Linked DNA regions of Mus musculus: regions 1, 2, 3, 4, 6 and 7 are each linked to region 5. The links are chromatin contacts, called in public HiChIP or PLAC-seq, Micro-C and promoter capture Hi-C maps. All regions are on one chromosome and are shown on one strand. The core of a region is the stretch at or near the end of the contact, and the rest is flanking DNA. Distances in the headings are between cores, read along the strand shown.

Region 1 (2,727 bases), core at 18-2,517, 430 kb before region 5:
CTTAACATAAATCCCTCTGTTTTGGAGTCCCCCTCATAAGCATCACACATGTAGCACATCACACACTCTGTCTTCACCAAGTGCTTCTGTCCGAGTGTCTCCTCTGAAGCCATAAACCACCTCCCATGGCTTATACCTATCCCATCTGCCTCCTTTCCAACTTGTCCTCCTGTTTACACATTCCAATTCTGACAGGCAGTCTCATAGGCAAGAGGGACTTTTCACAACCATTACATCACACACACACACACACACACACACACACACACACACACACACACACACACACACACACACCCCTTTCTTCTCAGTGGTATTTTCCTTTCCTCTCCTTTCTCCTGACTTGGTAAGCCTGAAACACTCCACAGTTGTGACCCATGCCCTTACTTTTTAACACAGTACTTTAACACAACCCAACAAAACTAAAGTCAGGGCTGTAGAATCTCCACTCTTAGTGCAGGTAAGAGGGACCAGAAGTTCAAGACTAGCCTCAGCTATAAAGTGAGCTGGAAGCCAGCCTGGTCTACGAGAAAGCCTGTCCAACACCAAACGAGCAATATAGTGTGATAAACTAAAAGTGAACATCCACTTCACTAAAAATACAGAGAAAAACAGCTGCTCATAAATCTTTCATCCAGGACCAGCCTCAGGTCCTTGAGGTCCCCCAAGGCAAGAGGGGTGGGCACGCGATTCCTCATCCTACCTGAGATAAAACGTTCTCCTGGTTGTCCGCCTCGTTTTGCAGAATGTCATCTTCCGTGGGCTCCACTGTTTGCACATCAGGGGGCTCGCTTGTCCCTGTGGGAGGTGTAGTGGACCCCCAGACCTGTGCCACCACCAGAGCAAAGCAGAGAACCAATGGCAGGGGATAGGCCATGAGAGATGCGACAGTAGGGACTTTAGTCCCTACAGAGACCACCTTGGGTCGGAGGTCTCAGCAAAGACAGGCTGGAAGGCGGCTTCACTGGAGTCCGGAAGAGTAGATGTTCAGAGAACCGTCTAACGTCTAAAGCTGGGTGTGGCTGAGTGGAGCAGGACTGTGCTCCCCAGAGACCCTGAACATCTCCTCCCAGACCCCAGCAGCTTAGACTGTGCAGAGAGGACACAAGAAAGAGGTGACTGAGGGAGCAGAGGAGGGCGCCGGCTCGACGAGGGCAAGCCGCAGCAGCGTGAGCTCAGGTGGAAGGCTAGCGCCGGGAAACTCGGGACACCCGGAGACTGGGCGCAAGATGGACAGTGGCCACAGCGCAGGAGGCAAGGGAGGGCTGCTGGCCCAGGGCGCCGCGGGGCTGGCGCGGAGGGAGGGCGGAGCCTCTATTGTGCCGGGCAGAAAGATGCAGCCAGTGACGGCCCGGAGGAGGAGGACCGGGAAGCGCACAGACTTGGGCGCTGCGCCCGGGGACCCCGCCTCCTCTAGGGTTCAGCCACTGCGCTTAAGCGGGCGCCGGCTGGCGTGGGAAGGGCGCTGCTGGCCTTGCATCTGATTGTAAATGGTCATCCGAGAGGGACTCCGTGTGCCTTTTCTCGAGTTTTCTTCACGCCCGAGCTCCGGGGGAGCCCTGACTTGCTCCCTGGACTGCAACCGGGACAGCGGAGAAACACGACCTCTTCTCTTGAAGTGTTTTATTGTTGTTGGTTTTTGTTTTGTTTTGTTTTGTTTTCCGGAACTTGACTCCATCTGGAGTACGGGAAGCTTTGAACTTACGAACAATTGTAATCTTCATGTCTGCTACAACCCTAGAACCTGATAATACCCCCACCCAGAGGATGCATCTTGAACCTCTGACAGAATGTGGAGGGAGTTGGATACATTTTTAAAATATGGAGAGTGGCTACAGGTCTCTGCTGTCTCTGCTGTTCTGTTTGTCCTAGTGACTTCCCAGAATCAAACGCCTACCACAGGGAATGTCTCTTGCAGTCTCCGTGGTTTGGGACAAATGGACAGGCCTCTCTATCTGGCCAGATAATCTCTAAAGGGTATATACATGTAATGGTGCGGTCCTCTTTTGGGCTCTTTAATTAGTGACCCTGAATATGCCTACTATGAAGATTAACAATGTGTCACTTTTGGAAAGAGCATTAAGTCTTCTGGGACAATTGCCACTCTGAAATACTCAGCAGAGTCAGGTCGATTCTGAGGGGCTCTAGCAGAGCTGAGCATGGCAGGCATGGCTCTGGCAGGCCTTGCCTTCTCCTAGCCCATCTTCCTTGTTAAAAACCGTTCCATTACATTCCTAAAGCCAGCCACCAAGATCTAGTCCCCCTTTTGGCCGACTCCTGCCCCCTGAGGCTATTAAGGGCCCCTCCCTTTGGCTGCCCTAATTAATCTGTACAATCAAAAATAAACCCCTCATCTAAACAGGGGACTTCCCCTTTACCTTTATAAACTGTCATTTGCCTATGTGCCACATCTGCCTCCTCTCTATCCAGAGGCAGTGTTCCTTTCCCCTTCTCCTTCATTCTCTATCACCTGACTTGTATTCCCTGCCCTTTGTTCCTTGGGGGCAAATAAATCTCCTTTGGGCTGAGAACTTGGTCTTGGGATGTCTTGTGCTGGATGCATATCAATCCCTTCAAATGCAAAGACCTAAAAGATATTCTACCCCCTAGAGAAATCTGAATACTTTGTTCCTAATGCTAAGCAAAGAGGTTGGGATAATGAAAGTAATAAATCAAGCAAAAGCAGACTCCAGCTTAGATATGATAGTTGATAGAAGTGTAATGTTA
Region 2 (3,042 bases), core at 394-2,893, 370 kb before region 5:
AATGAAGAAGGGTAAAGCCAGCCAGAGCCATGTTTGTTATACGTGGGCTGGCAGAGTCTCTTCTAACAATATCAGCAGTCACAACAGATTTATACAACAAAAGTTGCTAATTTTTGTCTCGGGGATCTCAGCTTTGACACTAGCTGGGCTAGCTGCTATTGGGGTGTCTGGAGCTCTATGAAGAGGTAGAGTACAGCTACCTCTGTATCTGAATGTTGTGTGACAAACCTTTCTTGGGAAGACAGCAAACATCTATTCATCCCAGTAGGAAACTCACTGCAGACCAAAGTACGGATACCACCAAAGTTCCACTTGGTTATGGGTTTTACTGCAGTTACTTACAGGACAATGGGTGAGAGGCTACCTACAGGACCAGAAATGTCTCAAAGACAGCTGCATCATCAAGGCCCAGACCAGTATTGGTGACAGCGCACAAAAGCTGGGGACCTGGAGTACACTTCGAAGCCCACAGGCAGCTCAACAGGTTGGAGAGTGTCCTTTCCAAGTGACTCTGATCTGATCTAAACCTCTTCCTGGCAGCTTAGCTGGTTTCTGCTGCTTCTAGGTCTGGTCTGAGTCTTTGCAGTTTATCTCCTCCGAGAGACTGCTTTTGCAGCTCAGCTTCAAGTTACTTGAGCCTCTCTGATTTTCTTGTTTATACTCTGGCAGGGAGGGGCCTGGTGGATCTGGCCAGTTTCAGGGACTTCCTGAAACTTCTTGGAGTTGTTTACCTTCCAGTTTAAAGACCTTCCCTGCTGGACGCTGGACAGAATGTTTCAATTTCAAAGGAAACTGTTACACAACCCTGTATCTATGAGGTTTACACACTCAGGTCTCAAATCCTGCTTTGGCACGTTCCTTCTTGCTTCAATAAGAAGCCTCACAGAATTCTGGAAACGTTCTCTTTCTTCCTTTTCTTTTCTTTTCTTTTCTTTTCTTTTCTTTTCTTTTCTTTTCTTTTCTTTTCTTTTCTTTTCTTTTCTTTTCTTTTCTTTTCTTTTCTTTTCTTTTCTTTTCTTTTCTTTTCTTTTCTTTTCCTTCCTATTTCTTTTCTCCTTTCTTTCTTATCACCAGCCAGTTAAAAAACTTTAATAAATGACATAAGAACATTCTGCAATTTCTTGTCCCTAGTGCAGCCTACTCCAGTTCTACGAGGCTGACGACTTTTATATATTTAAATTCTTCGCAAAGAAACCCTGCTGAGCCCCCAAATGCAAGCCACACACCCAAAGGGACAAAAAGCACTGGAGACAGCCCTCTTATTTGGTTTTCGCCTTGATTCTGAGGAGAAGCGGGGATCTCTGAATTAATGCTGTCCAGACCGAGGGTATCTGGGATAGATCTCTGGCCTTCTTGGGAAAACAAAACCCAATATTAACACCGCTTCTCTCGGGCTCCCCAAACAAAACCAAAACAAACACACACATGCAAGGCGATGCCGTTTCGCCACTACTAGTTAAGCGGACTGCGCCTGGATCGCCACGCTCCTGCGGTCTGGCCAGGGCGAAGTTCCCGGGTCTCGGCTCAGCGCTGCGGGGACTTTCACCTGCTGGGCGCGCGCGGGGCGCGGGGCGCGGGGCGGACCCGGCGGCGGCGGGCGGGGCTCTAGCGCGCGGGAGGAGTCGGTCCAGGCCCGCCCCGCAGGAGGAGCCGCGGGCTGGCAGCCGATCCGGCGTCTCCGTGACAGGCACCCTGCTCCGCCGCCACCGCCACCACCGCCGCCGCTGCCTTTCTTCCTCGTCCCGGGCCGTGCGCGCCGAGCTCGGGATCGGACTCCCGGTCTAGTCCCGCTTCTGGCCGTGCGCCCTTCGCTCGGCGTCCCGGTCCGGGGCTCCGCGCCGCTCGCTCCCGCCTGCCCGGCCGCCTGGCCGCCTCCCCGTAGTCAGAGCGCGGCCACCGAGCTGCTCGCGCCAGCCGCATCCGCGCCGCCCCTGCCGCTCGGCCCTCGGGAGGCTCGGCTCCCGGTTCACCCCTGCCACCTCCTGGCACCCAGGCTGCCCACCTCACGACCCGGGTCCTCGCCGCCGCCTCGCCCGGCCCCACTGTTCTCTGCACAGGGTCTCGCCAGCTCTTTCTCGTCGCCGCCACCGCCGCCCCCTTGGAGCAGCGGGTCCGCCGCGGGTCACCATGCCCAGCAAAACCAAGTACAACCTTGTGGACGATGGGCACGATCTACGGATCCCTTTGCACAACGAGGACGCCTTCCAGCACGGCATCTCTTTTGAGGCCAAGGTGAGGGGCCACCGGGAGGGCAGTGCCCTGAGAGGGCAGGTCTGGGGGAATGGGGTGCCAGCGGTCCTGGACTCAGAGCAGGTGGGCTAGGCCTTTCTCAGCTCTTGCCCAGAACAGCTAAAAATGAGCACCTGCAAAGTTTGAGGTGTACTGCCTCTTCCCCGTCTCCTACCTGCAGACACCCCATCCTCGCCCGCCAAGGCTGGATTGAGTTACTTCCCGGAGAAGGCTGAGCAGCGCAGCCTGCATGTCTGGCTCTTTAGAAAGCTTTAAGGAAGCGCTGGTGTTATTTACCTGCTGGCCTCCCATGAGAGAGGTGCTTTTGGAGGTGTTTTAAAAGGAGAATGCTTGTTTCCTGACCGGTTTTTAAAAAAGTTATATATATATGTGTATATTTCACACACACACACACACACACACACACACACACACACACACACACACACACACTCATTCCAAGTAGTTGAGTGTAGGTGTTAAAAGTTACTTCCCAAATGTCTGCTTTTGGACACTTTAGCATGTGTCAGTCATTGGTGTAGTAGTGGGGTGAAACCTGTTTTCTAGTTTTGTGGTGCACTGTTAAATCTCAGCAGTTGCTGATGAAGAATTTAGCCCAGACTGGAATTTGCAGGGTCAAGGCCAAAGCCACCCTTGGGGGAGGGGTGGAGTGGAAACCTCGCTGGACCAGTGGTTGTGTATAAGACAGGCAACCCGGTGACCTGACCATGAGGCACCTCTCTGTGTAAGGAGTTCTGGCTTCTAAGACTGCAGTGGAGTTTCCCGGAATGGTGCTTTTCAGTGGAAAAGGCT
Region 3 (3,022 bases), core at 188-2,687, 490 kb before region 5:
TGAAAGAGCTAGAATCCCTGGGCTCGGTAGTTTGTATCTTAATGTTTGTGCGCTAGCACAGGCCCATTGGAGAGGAAAAGCTGTTGTCCTGGGAGCAAAGTAAGCAGCCATTCAGGTCTCATTTTTTATTTTGGTATGCTTGCCCTTGGGTGTTTATAGTCCGGAACTGTAGGAGCTATGTATGTACATAATATATATATTTTTTAATTTATTAAGTTTTAAAATGTGATTTTTCAAGATTATGAAAAAATTAAATAAATTTGAGCTAGAGAAATGGCTCAGTGGTTAACTTCGCTTACTGCTCTTCCAGAGGACCCAGGTTCAGTTCCCAGCTTTAAGCCATCTCTAACTCCATTGGGGACAGGCTAGGGGATGGGATCCTCTACCTTTTTCAGGCCTCTGCAGACACCAGACACACATAATGGTGCACATACATGTGTTCAGGCAAAACGCTAATATACATAAAAAATAAAAACAAATAAATCTGGTTTTTCAATCAGATAAATTCCCAGAGGAAGTCACTCCACCTGTTACTAGATAATTTTGTGCCCTGGGCTGATGGTACTGTGATGTTGGGAAGTGTTGCTAGAGGCTGGCAGTGTGGTCTTTCCTGTGTTTGCAAGCCCCCCACTTTTAAATTCAGTGGGAGTAACTGCATGTTCCCTCCTGTTAACAGAACAGCTTCTCTCTGCAGTTAGCTCATAAAACAGCTTCCTTAGAATAGAATGGAAACCCACTTTCAAGTTAGGAGGTGATGAGAACGGATGCTTGAGAGATGAATGTCAGCAGCACAAAGCTGTCCCCTTTGCCTTTCTTTCTCATTAGCAAGAAGTAGACCCTGGGCTGGCCAGATGGCTCAACTGCTGAGAGCTCTTGCTGCATCTCCAGGAGACCCAAGTTCCATTCCTAACACCCATGACACAGCCCATAACCCCTAACTCCAGTTCCAGGAGATCTAATGCCCTCTTCTAGTCTCCCTTGGCATCTGTGCACACATGGCATTCACTAACACAGTTACACATAAATAATAATATTAATCGTGAAGCAGACAAGGAAGTACTCAAAAAGTTACATAATGTGCGTCATTCCTGAATTTTCCCAATAACTGTCACTTGAAAACAGAGGGAACTGACTTTCTCTCGTATGTTTAAAGTGACTGTCGTGGTTCAATCTTGTTGGCCCAAATCTCCATCCTAGGCAAATATTCCCCAGTCGTTACAGCTGCCCAATGCTGTTAGTCATGGCTGCCATAACTAGAACATTTAACTCAAGACAACTCCCACAGTTCCACTGTGAGACTGTAAGACTGGGAATTTATCTAATTAAAAAGTCAGTCTTGCTGTTTTACTATGAAACTTGACAGAAATGTACCACAGCAACAAAACTAGGAATCACGGTTGACTTCCTCCCACATCAAAAACTTCCAGTCCGACTTCTGCTTTAATAGCATGTTAGAAGCTCTTGCATTTCCTTAACCTAGAGAGCCAGCGTTCCTATGCAGTGGCTCCCCATTCTGGTCTCATGGAGGTGCCCCCATCACCACAACACCCCTCCCCCGTGATAGCCTTCTTTCCACCTCAGCCTGGGAGCATTGACCTCATCCTTCAGCAGGTACATACACCTCAACTTCCACATGTGACCTGTAGCTCTGTCATAAGAATCAACTTCCCAAGCTCTCCGCATAGTCCCAGACTTGAGAGTAGCTTATTGCCACCGGCAAACTCGTAGTCCTTACCCACCTGTTCTTTGGTCAGTTATGGGGCATTTTAATTTACATAAGTAATGATTTTTTTTTTTTGCTGCTAATATGAACACCAGTTATATTTTTAACCAAAAGAAAAAAAGTAAGGCCTAGAAGGAAGATAATGGATTGAGGACATTGTCATTCCCACCCTGATAGCACTTGGAAAGAGACATTTCCTCCCTGGTGCCCACTACAGGAATTGTGGGTGATTTTTAAGTAACTACTGGACTGCCTAGGAAGATATTCCCAGAGTCCGAAAGGAACTATGCACATAGAGAAAATACAGTTTTCTCCTACCTAAGGAAACTATTAGTATTCTATTAGCTTATATTTTTAATAACTAAGCTTAAAACATAGTTTATTTTGGATATTACTAGAACTTGCAGCAATTCTAATATCTGTCAGGTACTCATAGAATCTATGGGGAAAAAAAAGATAAGACTGTGTGATTAGGAAACTTTGTGAGTCATGGCATGGCCAGCCAGTGTCACAAAGCAACCCTGTGCTTGGCTAGCTTTAAGCATTACAGACTTAGTACATGAAAAGACTTAATTATATTGGGTTCAGGAACTAAAGAGTCAATGAGTCATCTGTGGAGGTCAACAAATAACACACTGGTGGGCTTTTTGTCCTCCGTCAAGCTGGTGACTATAGTGAAATGAAGCAGGAAGTGTAGCATATTCCCCAGGATGCTAGTTCCAGACTGAACCAGCAGACTGAATTCACAGCACGTGTGTGTCAATTGAACTAGCCTAGTTCATTATCACCTCTACTTTCTGGGCAGTTGCCAGGATGCAGGAGATGAAGAAAGCTACAAAGCACTGCTCTCTTTGAGATTCTAGGTTTTCTTTTCTTCTCATCATGGTAATGAGGGGCAGTGAAGCCAGAGGTTTAAATGAGCATAGACCCATGGTGGATGGGGTATGTAGCTTAGATGGAAGACTGCTTGCTTAGAGTGCCCGAAGCCATGGCTTCCTTCACCACATAAACTAGGACGGTGGAGTGTGCTTAGAATCCTAGCATTTGGGAGGTGGAAGTGGGAAGATCGGGAGTTAAGGGTCAACCAGGGATACGTGGGACCCTGTCTTACCATGTGTGGAAGAAATGCAGGAAAAATGTATTGTTCTCTCCCTGAATAATTATGTCCGTTTACAATAAATAATGGTGGCAGACTATTTCATATTTTCAAACAAGTCTTTATAATGCAATACCTGTTCTTCCTCTGAAATCCAAATAAAGACTTTTAAAACTTTGTTGTCTGTCTGTACAAAGACAAAA
Region 4 (3,065 bases), core at 298-2,797, 450 kb before region 5:
CTGACCTTTAGGATCCAGCCTGGAGAAAACCCACCATGCTCACTTCTAACCACATCTCCTGTCATCTCTGCTTGTTTTCCCATGCATGAAGAGAGTTTAACCAGACTGTGCAACAGACATGGCCATCCCTAAATATGGCCGTCTCTTTGACATGAGGTAGTGATGGGCAGCTGGAAAAATGTGCACACATCCTTGTCAATCCCCCTTCACTGGGGTAAAAGAACTACCCGGGAGAGCACAACACATGCTAGTATGCCAGCTGTGCCCTTGGTGGTGTCGGTCCTCCATGCCATCTCTGTACCTCCCTCAAGCCTCTTATAAGGCAACCTCTACCAGAAGGATGGGCATGCTTGCTTGTTGGTGGTGCCATTTTAGTGAGCACCTATTACAGCCAACCCAATATAGAATATTATTTTTAATCCTCATAGCAATGGAGCAAGGTAATGCTACCAGCATTTCCTGGATAAGGAAACAGCCATTCAGTAACTTAGTTGAAACTCCACCCAGGGAAGTAGCTGAGAAGGATACAAGTGAAGTCACACAATCACCAAGTGGGCCCCACGGTTACTTCCTGGGCCTGTGTTCCTCCTTACATTAAGCCACATTGACTGTGACCTCAGGTCTACTTATTAGCCTTCCAAAAAGTGGCCACCATCTCCATGTCTTCAGGGCTGTGGTCTGGCAACTGCCCTGTGCATGGACGTGGAAGATGTTTCATTTCCCAGTGGAAAGAGCTGCCTGGGAGGTTGACAAGAGGCTCCTGCCACAGCCTCTACCTCAAATGCCCAGGGGCAACTAATTGCTGGCGCTGGTTTCCCTCCATGTCAGAGAAGCCAGCTGTCATTTCTTTGTGGCAAACCCCAGGAACTGACTTTAGGTCCAGGCTCTCGGGAAAGGGCAGGGACTGCAGTTCTTTGTCCCAGCCAAGGATATGGAGCAAGACGGTGGACAGCCTTTGCCAGACAACATATAATTTCCTTGGATTCGCTGGCGGCAAGTTGAACTGGGCGGCAGCTACCCCCACCACATTCTGATTGCCTCTCTGTTCATCCAAGAGTCTGCCAAATGATTTCACCTCCTGGCATCCAGTGTTCCCACACCCACAGTGCCTTTCCACTACCAACCTGATCTCCGGGCCTCCCTGCCAACCTTCTAGACAAGGACCACGTTGGAAGACCACCTTACAAAATAATTACTAGCCGTTCCAAGAATTGTCTGGCATCATTTGCAAGAAACAAAAATAACCAGCTAAAACCATCTCCCCTGTTGCAGCGTGGCGCTCACCAAAGACACAGGGCTGCTGCGTACACACCGAGAGAATGAGCCTACCTCTGGGCATCCTGTATCTCCCTCTCTGCTTCTAGCCTGGCTGGGTGGATTGTGCTAACTTCAGCACTGTGTGCTGTGGGGACTCAGGGAAGGCCCGGGAAGGACTTTGCTGAGCAAGGAGAAAAAGAGTTTGGTGTGTTTGATTTGGTTTGTAGTTTGCCCTCGGGAAATCTGAGCAGGGTTTCTGAATGTACCACAGAATGTGTCATCAAGACAACAGACCGCATTCTCCAGCTTAGCTGGCTGACTGGGAAGCTGGAAGCAGAAGGTAAGGAAATGCTGGCTGCACTGGGCAGCGGGGGCTGAGATGAGAGGCACAGGAGCCAAGTGTGAGGGGCAGACACCTTCACGTCCCTTTCTGGTTCCCAGAGCTCCTGGCTTTGGGGTGATTTCAGGTACCTTCACACCTCTTTGTGGGGTGATTTCAAGGTCCCTTAGGGGTGACCCACCCACCAGGCTAAACACATGTTTCAGTGACCAATACGTAAGGGACACTCAAAAATAAGACAAATTATTTATGAGGGAATATAATGTTTCAAAAACATCAAAAGCCAGGTAATGACTACTGTTTCTTGCTTTACAGCATGGGATTGCTTTTGACTTCTTTTTTTTTGTTTTGTTTTTTTGGTTTTTTGTTTTTGTTTTTTTTTTCGAGACAGGGTTTCTCTGTGTAGCCCTGGCTGTCCTGGAACTCATTTTGTAGACCAGGCTGGCCTTGAACTCAGAAATTCGCCTGCCTCTGCCTCCCAAGTGCTGGGATTAAAGGTGTGCGACACCACCGCCCTCCTGCTTTTGACTTATTGGGGAAGTCCACACACCATACTCTTCCAGTGCCTGTTGTCTCAGAGTCCCCATGTGTCTTCAGAACACATGTACTCGAAAGTTCCCAAGCCCCCCAGATATGCCCCCTTAGCCTCACTATAATGAGTTTCTTTACCCAAGAGTTCTGAGCCTGTAAGCCAGCAATGGAATTCGGTGTATAGAGTGCTTATCTTGCCCAAAGTCCTGGGTTTAGTCCCTAGCACCGCATAGACCAGGCATGGTAGTACACACTTGTAGTCGCAGCACCTGAGACTCTGAGGCAGGAGAATCAGTAGTTCAAGGCCATCTTTGGCTACATAGCCAGTTTGAAGCTAGTTTAGGAGAGATGACACCCATCAACTAACCAAACATCAAGAGTTCCGAGCCTACACACAAAGCCTTCCATCCTCTCTACCCAAATTTACGATAACCCAGGCAACAGAGTCCCACAAAGCAATGTGACCTGCTATAATTTGGATCTTAAGTCTATTTATTGAAGGTTTGGTGTCTAGTTCATGGTGCTATGAGGTAGTGCAAGCTTTAAGACATGGGGCTTAGTGGGATAAGTTAGGTCATAGGGCCTGGCCCCTTCTTCTCCTTGGCTTTGCTATGCCCTGGGGTGACTGGCAGAGCTTTACCACATACTCCCCACGCAAAGCAATGACCGTGAGCTGAAACTTCTGAAATCAAGTCGTTTGACCATTCCTCTTTTTTAGTTGATTATCTCAGGTAATTTGTTACAGTAGCAGAAAGCTGAGAAACACACTTCGCAACCTTTTACATATATCATAGCACACAGAAGAGCCAGCTCAATCTCTAACTAACCTAGGCTCTGCCCAACACATACCCATCATCATCATCATCATCACATAGCCCTGTCTGTCCTGGAATTTGCTATGTAAACCATGCTGACCTCAAACTCACACAGATCTAAT
Region 5 (2,995 bases), core at 101-2,600:
ATACACCCAGTTTCCTCTTCTTCCATTAGTTATGAATTTTATGTGAATTTTCTAGCTTGTCTGGAGCTAGCTTGGGTCATATGACTAGGTAAGCACTAGCTAATGGGATACGACCAGAAAACTCAGTACCATTTTGGCTATTTTTGTGCTTCTTTGGTCTCTTTCCCCATTCTCAAAACCATGAAATGCTGAAAGACAAGGCAAACACATAGGTCACAAAGATAAAAGTCCACTGAGATTGGCAGAACCCTGCATTATTAATTGTAGAAGGGAATGCTTCCATATCTAAGACAACATACTTTGGGCTTTTTGGCACAATAGATCACATCCAATTAATATATTAATATGTTGCTTTTATTCTCTCAGTTGCTTCATAAACAGGATGACTAATCTGTCTTTATTTTTTGTTTTGCTTTTTAAGATTTATTTATTTCTATATACACTGAAATTCTGCCTGCATGTTTGTGTAAGAGTGCCAGATGCTCTGGGACTTGAGTTATAGACACTCGTGAGTTGCCATGTGGATGCTGGGAATTGAACCCTGATCTGGAAGAGCAGTCAGTGCTCTTAGCTGCTAAGCCATTTCTCTAGCCCCAACTAATCTGTCTTTAGCTTTACGCTTATTTTCTTAAGCAGGAGATAGGAAGTAACAGGGAAGAAAACACAACATCTAAGTGAGTCAAGTTAGATCTTCCAATAAATCCTTGTTAGTTATGCAGGAAGGTCTTATTGACTAGAGAGAGGGCGTGGTCACAGCCACTTCTGAGAGAGGCCAGGTATTTCTTTTGTGTATATTACTGTTCCAAAGAAAATCGGAGTTATATTAGAAAGGGAGGTGGTAATGATGGATATCAGGAAGATGTGAAAGCACGTAGCTTTCAGCTTGAAACAATAGGTAATAGAAAATAAGATAGCTGCACAAGAGACAAACAGTTCAGTGGCTATGAGGAAATACTGATCTTCCCCAGGACAGGACTTTGGTTCCCATCACCCAAACCCGGCAGCTCACAATCTCCTGTAACTTCAGCACCAAAAGATATTACACCTTCTTCTGACTTCTGCACACATGAGGAACAAATACACAAATATATAAATACAAATATAATAACTCTTTAAAGATAAATAAAACAAAAAAATCAATAATCATATATTTTGCTGGAGCCAGGGCCTTCCTTGCGCATTCAAGGCAAGCACTTTACTACTGTGCTACACCCCATCTCTAATAATTAAGTTTAATATCTCAGTTGTTTTGTGCTAAACAATTTTCCCCCTGGAGGCCCCGCCCCTCTTAGGCCCGCCTCCTTCAGCCTCTAGGATTGGCTTTCCCCCACTTCCGGCTGGGTCCGAGTGCACTCCGGCTTCCGGTGTCATGGCGGCCTGAGGTCCGGGGAGTCGGTCGGAGCGCTGCAGGCCCCTCCCTGCGGAGCGGCGGGTCCGGGCGGGGATGTGACGGCGGGCGCCGCGGGCCTGCCTGGCGCGTCGTGTCGGCTCGCGTGTCCTCGGCCCAGCCCGCACCATGGCGGGGTCCGGCTGCGCGTGGGGCGCCGAGCCGCCGCGCTTCCTGGAGGCCTTCGGGCGGCTGTGGCAGGTCCAGAGCCGCCTGGGCAGCGGCTCGTCGGCCTCGGTGTACCGGGTGCGGTGCTGCGGTACCCCGGGCTCGCCCCCCGGCGCCCTCAAGCAGTTCCTGCCTCCGGGAACCACCGGGGCTGCGGCCTCGGCCGCGGAGTATGGTTTCCGCAAAGAGAGGGCGGCGCTGGAGCAGTTGCAGGGTCACAGGAACATCGGTAATTGTGGCTGTCCCCCATGTCCTGCCCATGTCCCGGCTCAAGCATAAGCGTCCTCCGCCTGGCCCCCGGTCTTTGGTCCTGTAGGTGGGAGGAGAGGATCGGGCCTCACTAGTTGTCACGCGATGCAGGTCCCTTTTCAGTCCACCTTTCCTTTGCAGCTGTCTGAGGTATACGGTGGAAGTGATTATTACATAGCAAATGCTTAGTAAAGTCCAGTTTGCTTAGGTTTTCATCCGGTAGTTAGAAAGTGAAAGGCATGAGTTTGCCAGGTTGTCATGTCTTGAGTGGAAAATTTTGCATCTTTTCCAAATGGAAAATATTCTAGGGCATCCAGTGCCATCATTGACATCAAATGACATACTACTGAGAACGGAAAAAAAAATACATATTTCGTGTGAATTTGGGAGAGGGAACCCAGTGTTACCTAGAAGTTAATGGAAGTGTGATATTTAAGAGCACAGCGTTTGCTTCAGTAAGACTTTCATGACTCAGAGATTTAGAATGTAAGCTTGTTTGGGCCACAGATATATGGAAGCAGTCCTCGTTGCTAATCCACGTACAGGCAGAGAGCTTGTAAGCGGTTATAACTTTGGTTAGTAAAGAAGCGTCATAGATCTTGGCAAATAGAACCCATGTGTAGCTTGAAGAAAGTGTTTGTTTATTTATTTATTTATTTATTTATTTATTTATAATACTACATTGATAGAATGTCCTAATGCTAGTGTGTTTTTCTTTTTTTTCCTTAATCTTACTAAGCGGTATATCACTATAGCTTTGGTGTTTGACAGGAACATTTTTTGCATGCCTCAGTACTTGTTGAATCTCTTGCGTGATTACATTAGAATGTTATTTGTAATTGATGTATATAATATGTGTGTGTGTATATATATATATATATACACGTATATATATGTGTGTGTGTGTGTATACATATGTCTATGTATATACACATATATGTATGTGTGTATATATATATATACACACACATGTACACACACACACATATATATATACATATATATATATATATGTATATATATATATATGAGCATAGAATGCTGTTTTGGATCAGGCAACCTTCAATTTGCTCTTAAGGGTTACTTAATATCATAGGTTTTTAAAGTAATTTTATCTTAAGACCTTAAGGGCATATTCACCCACCACTGAGTGTTGAGTTCTTGGTGAAACACAGGTTGAATAATTGTGCC
Region 6 (2,883 bases), core at 160-2,659, 310 kb before region 5:
TTTGTCCTTGTGCCTTCTACCTCAGCGCTTGGCAGTTTTTCACTGGGTTTGACCTCGCTAGTATTTGTCTGCTAGTATTTGAAAGTCCTCATCCAGCTTAATTTGCATCTAATTTGAATCAGACCTTAATGGGGCACTGGGCCTGTTCTTTCTGATGGCTTTTATTTCCTGTTGGGATACGGAGTAGGTGAGGTAACCCACACTGCTTTCTGATTCTGCCACTCACAAACAATGTTTCTATTCGAGACACAATTTCCTCCTGTGTGAAAATGAAGGGTTGGATCAAATGCTGTTTCAGGCTACTTAAGCTTTTGACCCAGCTCCATGTCACTGTCGTAGCGTTGCTGGGTCAGGTCTGCATTCCTGGTTGACTAATTGTTTTACAGATGTTTAAGTTTTGTGCAGCTTTCGTCAATGCTTCTCCCCATACCTTGAACTTTCTTCTCTTTCCTGTTGAACAAGTATGAACCCTAGGTGGGCAGGCAGATCTCTGGACAGGTGCCCAGGATGCTACCCTAGCCTTTGCCCCACACCTGCCTTTGTGACAAGATCCAGGGATGTTAACTGCCACACTGAGGCTTCCGTTCAAGGGCTGAAAATCCAGAGCGGTCTTTGTCTTACAGCTTTTACCTGTCAAGTCCTCTTAAACAACAGTCAGGCCGCCATGTCTAAGAATTTGCTAATGGTGACTAAGAGAGAGACAGCCCTTTGATGGTTCTGCCCTGCCTCTGCCCTTTTTGAGAATTGAATAGTATGAGCCTAAAGACAGATCAGCACAGGTTGTTTTGTTTTGTTTTTTGCACCCAGGCCTTGCATGTTGGGGATTGAAAAGGAATCTGCTACGATCTCTGGCATATTCATTGGTCCCACTGTTGGACTACTGATTGGTAGTGACCATCACAATAGACAGCCTTCAAATACTTGCTTTAGGGATGGGGGTAGCAGAAAGATAAGTGCTTCAATCTTCTTTGAGTAGAAATAAATATGTGATGTACAGCTGCATTTGAAGTTTTTCCGAGTGTGTGTGTGTGTGTGTGTGTGCATTTGTGTATGCCTCTGTGTGTACACATGTGTGTATGCCTGTGCCATGTGTACGTGTGTGTACATATATACCTGTGTGCAAGGGAGGGCTGGAGAGGACTGGGCACTGAGGCTTTGCCTTGACTGTAGCTGAAAGGAAGGACCTATGGCATATGCCCCACCTCTCCCCAGGTCCCCTGCACCTGAGTACCCAAGGACCAAGCTGAAGGCCTCAGAAGTGGGACTGAGAGTCAGGGTGCAGCACTGTTTTCCTCTTTCCTCCCCTCCCCCAGAGCAGTTACTAGAAGGTCACTCCCTTACTGCCTGTGCTCTGGAATCTGGGCTGCTCTGGGCCTCTGCAGTTCATGCTGCTTTGTTCCCTGCTAAATGAGGCGAGAACTGTAGCCCAGGTCACATTGGTAATCCGGCACAGCAGGACACTCAGCTGTGTGCAGAACAGTCCTGCAGGGCAGGAAGGTCTTTCCCTCTGGAGCAGAGCCACTGGCCTGCAGAGTGTGTCCTTGGCGGGGCTCTAGACTCCTATGGGCTCCATTTCTCCTACACCGATCCAGTGGGGTTTTTCTTGTTGTTATTGGGTTTTATTTTTAGTTTATTTATTTATTTTCACTGTTGGACAGTGGGTGGGGCAAGAGTCTCACTCTAGTTTAGGCTGGCCTAGCTCACTGGGTACCAAAGGCTGGCCTGGAAGTCACAATAATATTCCTGTCTCGGCCTCCTAAGTGTTGGGACTAACAAGTGTGTGTCACTATGCCCTGACCAAGGGATGCTGAATCTTCCTTTTCCAGACCCTGTTCCAAGAGCTGGGGTACAGAATAAGAGCAGAAGCCCCATAGGGGCTCATATTATTGTGGAGGAAAGTAACCGTGTGATCCAGATAGAGCTTTTCTTGCAGACCAAGCAGACTGTGGGGAAGGATATGAACAGGGCAACAAAAGGAGTAGCATTAGCTGGAGTCAGGGTGGTGAGCTTTCATTTGCACTGGCAGGATGGCCCTACTGAGTGTGTGACACTTTCCTTTGTCAGTAACCTTGGTGTGACTCCCACAACTCCCTGTGATTCTCCTCATCTGGAGGGTAGCAGGATGGGAATTAGATCACAAAAGTCACTGAGATGGAGACGTTCCCACTGGTGAGTTCTAGCCACATGCAGGTTGTCACAGGGCTTTATGCTCATGTGTATTGGAGAGGGGGCAGGGTGTGGCCAGGAGACCCAGAGGGATGTGAGGAGGTGGGCAGTGCACAGGATAGACAGCAGACTTGGTTTGGGGTCCTCAGAGAAAGAACAGGGAAGAGTACAGTGGGGTCCTACACGGGAAGCTGGAGGCTTGGAAGAGATCTGGTACCTTCTCTGTTACTCGGCACCTCCTCTAGAGCTCTGTTCTCTTTAAAGGGAAGGGGTTGTTAAGACATCTCATAGCACATGCTGGGGTAGAGACTGGGTTGCGCAGTTTCTGAGAGAAGAGAGGGACGAATGCAGCCGCACTAGGAACCTTTATGTTTGCCCTGTTAACGGGGCTGTGCCCTTCTGATGGGGAGCATGACCATACTTGTGCTGGCCAACCAGTGGGTTTTTTATCAGATGCATGCTGGAAGATTCTGCTGTCTTTCTGAATGTGGTTTTCTCATTCCTCAAAAGAGTTGACTTGGTTGCTCATTAATCCTAACTCTGTTTCCCTGAGGGCAACTATCCAGCCGGCTCACCATCCTTTCCGAATGGTGTGGTCAGACCAGAACCCATGTGTCCCTGAGCGTACTTCCTCTCCAGAGCTGGAGACCTGCCAGTCTCAGGCTGGTTCAAATTATTCTAAACATTCAAATTATTACTATTTTAATTAGTAGTCTT
Region 7 (2,700 bases), core at 94-2,593, 290 kb before region 5:
GATTGTCCTCATTTTCCAAGTGTCTAGCCAGACAGTATCATCTGTGTTCCTGATTGTGTCTGTCTTCCATCTGGGAACACTGCCAGGCAGTGCATAGCACTAGATGTAAGGAAGGGCCATTATTTGATTTTTATAAACTTCGTTTTAGAGCTTGAGATTCATATATTCTGTGTGGCACTCCCACCCCGCTTTGTGTTCCAAAGCCACCTTGAATTTGGTGTGTCAAAAACCTGGATTTGTCATTTCTGCAGATGTTTCGCCTCTTTGCTTTTTGCTTTCCCTTGGATTTTTATGGATGCCAGTTTACGCCAGTGAAAGTCATGTTACCCAGCCACTGTACGCTTCAAACCTCAGGGTCACTTTAGACTCCTTTCTCTAGATTTTGCCCGAGCTACCCATGCCAAATTGCCTTCTAAACAAATATTTCTCAAATATGTGGATCCCTGGTGACCTCTCCAAGTAGAGGGAGCCCTGTCATTTATTGCACAGCAGCCTGTAGCGGTCGGGGTGTAGCTCAGTGGTAGAGTGGTAGTGTATGCTTTGTGGAGGTCCCTGTGTCCCTGTGCATTAGGCTAGCTTCCCTTCATCCTTTCCTTTGGAGACAGCTTGTCTCTCTAAAGGCAGCCCTGTTGGTTTTGTCCTGTGTACAGCTCTTTATGATGCTTTGCCATCTCTAGATTGGACCCTGAGCTCCTAGCAAGGTGTATAGGCTTTTGCAAGTAATGCAGGCATGCCCCAGCATAGGTCAGGAGCATCTTCCTATCAGCTAGCTCTCCATCCTTCCTTCTACCTGGCAGGCACCTCTTTCTCTGGATGGCTGAAGCTCATCTCCTTAAGACCCAGTCCAGCTTCTGCTGCTTCTCCATGAGCCCAGTTTCAGTGTCCCCCCCTTTTTTCCCTACAAGTTTCTTTTGACACCTACAAAATAGCTTTTCTGTCTTCTGTGTCCCCACCACACTCTGTAGAGACCTGTGGCTCTCCCCAGCTATCTTGTAAATAGTTTCTGTTTGTAAGAATTCACTGAGAGACCTCATAGAGGGCCGTAGCTGGACAGAGTGAACAGGAGTTGGCAGCACAAACTCTTTGTTCAGGGTCCTAACGAGGAGCTCGGTCCCTGTCTGGTGGTTTTCCCTGCTTGCCTCTGTTGTCCCGGCAGGGCTAGATTGAAAGCCTGCAGAGCAGAGACCTGCTGACCCAGGGTGCACTGTATAGCCCCCAGCCCCTGGGTATTCAGTCAGCATCAAAAAGACTGGGTAGCTGCTGCCCCTCACACTCTCTGGGCTGCATGAGACCTGCTTCCCTGGAGAGGCCTTTTAACCACTCGATGGTTGGCTGTGGGAGTGACAAATGGCTTCTCTACATCCCTCTCAACCCTGTTGTCTCCAGTGGCAGTCGTCCTGTTAATGTGTTGTTAGTGTTCTGTGAGCAGCGTGCCCTGCCTCCTTCCCCTCTAGATAGACCTCCCGATGAGAAGATCTGGCACCTGCTTTGTTAGGCTTCCCCCAGGGCTGATTCAGGAGGTGAGCCCACACCTGCCTTTGGCCTCCTGAAAACAGTCATTGAGGGAGCTTGGCCTCCTGTCTCCTCACCCCCAAGCCCCTTAACTGCCTTGCTGAGCCCCAGGGCCTGGATCGCAGGGAGGGCTGGCAGTGGGCCAGGGAGTCAATGGTTTGGGTCCTGGCTTATTCAAGATGCACATCGTGAGCAGGATACTGCAGGTGGCTGAGAGCTGAGGAAGGTCCAGCATGCCTCATTTTCTATTCCTTGAGAAAAGCAGGCTCGGCCTCCTAGTGCAACCCTACCACCCCAGGCCGCTGTCCGTCCTTGCCTGCCTTCCATTGCACACCTCCCCCAATGTGTCAGCCTCTCCCAGAAAGAGGGACTCCTCGGTAGCTCAGATACAGATTACTGACATGTATCCTTGTCACTTGTCACTTTGTCCTTTCAGCCTTGTTCTGTCCCTTGTAGAGCCAAGTGGATCTTTGTTTATTCTGGCCCAAGAGGAGCTGGGTGTGAAGGCAGTCGACTAATGCAGGGTATATATGAGTTGTGAATATTTTTAAGTGTGGTCTTTATATAGCCCCAGAATTGTAGAGATAGGAACCAGAAAGCCATTTCACAGAACAATCAGGAAACAGCAGGAGTAGGGGGTGGATTTCTTTTAATGTATCTGTCTATTTATGTATGTTTATATGTGTATTATGTTTGTATGTAGTATATATGTATGTGTATATCAATCATCTATCAATCTATTATCTATATGTCTGCCTGTCTATGTGTCTACCCATCTATTATCTACCATCCATTTATCTGTCTGTCTGTTTGTCTATGTGGCTATCTCAGAATCTTACTTTTGTAGAGTAGGCTAGCCCAGCACTTTCACAGTCTTCTTGCCCCATCCTCTTGTGTAGTGGAATTACAAGGCACAAGCCATGTCTGACCCTTGGCATGGCCTCCTTTCTTTCAGGTGACATGCTGAGCCATATCAGAGTTCAAGAGTCTGCTTAAAACCCCCAGTACTGCACATACCTTTGACACCAGGTGTTAGAAGTGAGGTGCTACTTGGTGCATCTTTTCCTGCAGTTAACTCACTGAGCTTAGGGAGTTGCTTCGGAAGAGATAGTTCAGCCACTTGCTCAACATTGCTCTGTTGCTAACTGCCCAGGATCTGGGATCTCGAAGTTGGCTTCCTGACTATTG

What was found. Promoter capture Hi-C pulls out the DNA fragments that hold promoters and counts their contacts. Hi-C and Micro-C count contacts between places; a contact is called where the count stands out from the background. HiChIP or PLAC-seq counts read pairs in DNA pulled down with a chosen protein or histone mark.
Region 1: a contact with region 5 is called in a promoter capture Hi-C map of the HPC-7 cell line. The contact joins the promoter of Olfml2b here to the promoter of Uhmk1 in region 5. A contact is called at or near these places in 18 of 39 promoter capture datasets (the 3T3-L1 cell line, 3T3-L1-derived adipocytes, the C10 cell line and 12 more), 1 of 15 datasets of contacts at CTCF or cohesin (the NIH/3T3 cell line), 4 of 484 Hi-C or Micro-C datasets (bone marrow-derived macrophages, differentiating embryonic stem cells, embryonic stem cells and 1 more), 17 of 115 datasets of contacts at active chromatin or transcription factors (bone marrow-derived macrophages, cardiomyocytes, differentiating embryonic stem cells and 10 more) and 5 of 9 other capture datasets (adipose tissue, embryonic stem cells, liver and 2 more).
Region 2: a promoter capture Hi-C map of neural stem cells shows a contact between it and region 5. The contact joins the promoter of Nos1ap here to the promoter of Uhmk1 in region 5. A contact is called at or near these places in 18 of 39 promoter capture datasets (the C10 cell line, the HPC-7 cell line, HPC-7-derived erythroid cells and 13 more), 20 of 484 Hi-C or Micro-C datasets (the C2C12 cell line, the CH12 cell line, ECoMG myeloid progenitors and 10 more), 25 of 115 datasets of contacts at active chromatin or transcription factors (the HPC-7 cell line, astrocytes, bone marrow-derived dendritic cells and 13 more) and 5 of 9 other capture datasets (adipose tissue, embryonic stem cells, liver and 2 more).
Region 3: a contact with region 5 is called in a promoter capture Hi-C map of the HPC-7 cell line. The contact joins the enhancer-like site here to the promoter of Uhmk1 in region 5. A contact is called at or near these places in 11 of 39 promoter capture datasets (the C10 cell line, the HPC-7 cell line, HPC-7-derived erythroid cells and 6 more), 2 of 115 datasets of contacts at active chromatin or transcription factors (embryonic stem cells and large pre-B cells) and 2 of 9 other capture datasets (adipose tissue and macrophages).
Region 4: a promoter capture Hi-C map of hippocampal neurons shows a contact between it and region 5, with 2.2 times the contacts expected there. The contact joins the enhancer-like site here to the promoter of Uhmk1 in region 5. A contact is called at or near these places in 6 of 39 promoter capture datasets (the HPC-7 cell line, cranial neural crest, embryonic stem cells and 2 more), 4 of 115 datasets of contacts at active chromatin or transcription factors (bone marrow-derived macrophages, differentiating embryonic stem cells and embryonic stem cells) and 2 of 9 other capture datasets (embryonic stem cells and macrophages).
Region 6: a contact with region 5 is called in a Micro-C map of embryonic stem cells, with 2.3 times the contacts expected there. The contact joins the enhancer-like site here to the promoter of Uhmk1 in region 5. A contact is called at or near these places in 2 of 39 promoter capture datasets (the HPC-7 cell line and liver), 2 of 484 Hi-C or Micro-C datasets (both in embryonic stem cells) and 4 of 115 datasets of contacts at active chromatin or transcription factors (embryonic stem cells and stem cell-derived neural progenitor cells).
Region 7: an H3K4me3 HiChIP or PLAC-seq map of stem cell-derived neural progenitor cells shows a contact between it and region 5, with 17 read pairs. The contact joins the enhancer-like site here to the promoter of Uhmk1 in region 5. A contact is called at or near these places in 1 of 39 promoter capture datasets (liver), 1 of 484 Hi-C or Micro-C datasets (embryonic stem cells) and 4 of 115 datasets of contacts at active chromatin or transcription factors (bone marrow-derived macrophages, embryonic stem cells and stem cell-derived neural progenitor cells).

What each region holds. Positions count from the first base shown.
Region 1 is chr1:170,643,072-170,645,798 of GRCm38.p6, reverse strand. It overlaps Olfml2b (olfactomedin-like 2B), which reads right to left and starts at 1,267. Exons shown (of 8, transcript NM_177068.4): 1 at 704-1,267. The coding sequence starts at 877.
Region 2 is chr1:170,588,450-170,591,491 of GRCm38.p6, reverse strand. Nos1ap (nitric oxide synthase 1 (neuronal) adaptor protein) reads left to right here and starts at 1,643. Exons shown (of 10, transcript NM_001109985.2): 1 at 1,643-2,232. The coding sequence starts at 2,128.
Region 3 is chr1:170,704,651-170,707,672 of GRCm38.p6, reverse strand. Atf6 (activating transcription factor 6) reads left to right here. Exons shown (of 16, transcript NM_001081304.1): 16 at 1-3,022. Among named protein-coding and RNA genes, the nearest start is that of Gm23523, 46 kb to the left of the region's middle. Within about 2 kb of position 1,437, at least 21 of the 459 cell types and tissues checked have an H3K27ac peak or open chromatin away from gene starts, as enhancers often do. A contact at or near this core is called in the HPC-7 cell line and pre-B cells, where this site is marked.
Region 4 is chr1:170,663,278-170,666,342 of GRCm38.p6, reverse strand. All of the region lies in intron 4 of Olfml2b (olfactomedin-like 2B), which reads right to left. Among named protein-coding and RNA genes, the nearest start is that of Olfml2b, 20 kb to the right of the region's middle. Within about 2 kb of position 1,547, at least 65 of the 459 cell types and tissues checked have an H3K27ac peak or open chromatin away from gene starts, as enhancers often do. A contact at or near this core is called in bone marrow-derived macrophages and hippocampal neurons, where this site is marked.
Region 5 is chr1:170,213,762-170,216,756 of GRCm38.p6, reverse strand. It overlaps Uhmk1 (U2AF homology motif (UHM) kinase 1), which reads left to right and starts at 1,350. Exons shown (of 8, transcript NM_010633.4): 1 at 1,350-1,784. The coding sequence starts at 1,517.
Region 6 is chr1:170,520,252-170,523,134 of GRCm38.p6, reverse strand. The region is part of intron 1 of Nos1ap (nitric oxide synthase 1 (neuronal) adaptor protein); the gene reads left to right. Among named protein-coding and RNA genes, the nearest start is that of Gm46171, 19 kb to the left of the region's middle. Within about 2 kb of position 1,409, at least 69 of the 459 cell types and tissues checked have an H3K27ac peak or open chromatin away from gene starts, as enhancers often do. A contact at or near this core is called in embryonic stem cells, where this site is marked.
Region 7 is chr1:170,501,899-170,504,598 of GRCm38.p6, reverse strand. The region is part of intron 2 of Nos1ap (nitric oxide synthase 1 (neuronal) adaptor protein); the gene reads left to right. Among named protein-coding and RNA genes, the nearest start is that of Gm46171, 38 kb to the left of the region's middle. Within about 2 kb of position 1,343, at least 35 of the 459 cell types and tissues checked have an H3K27ac peak or open chromatin away from gene starts, as enhancers often do. A contact at or near this core is called in stem cell-derived neural progenitor cells, where this site is marked.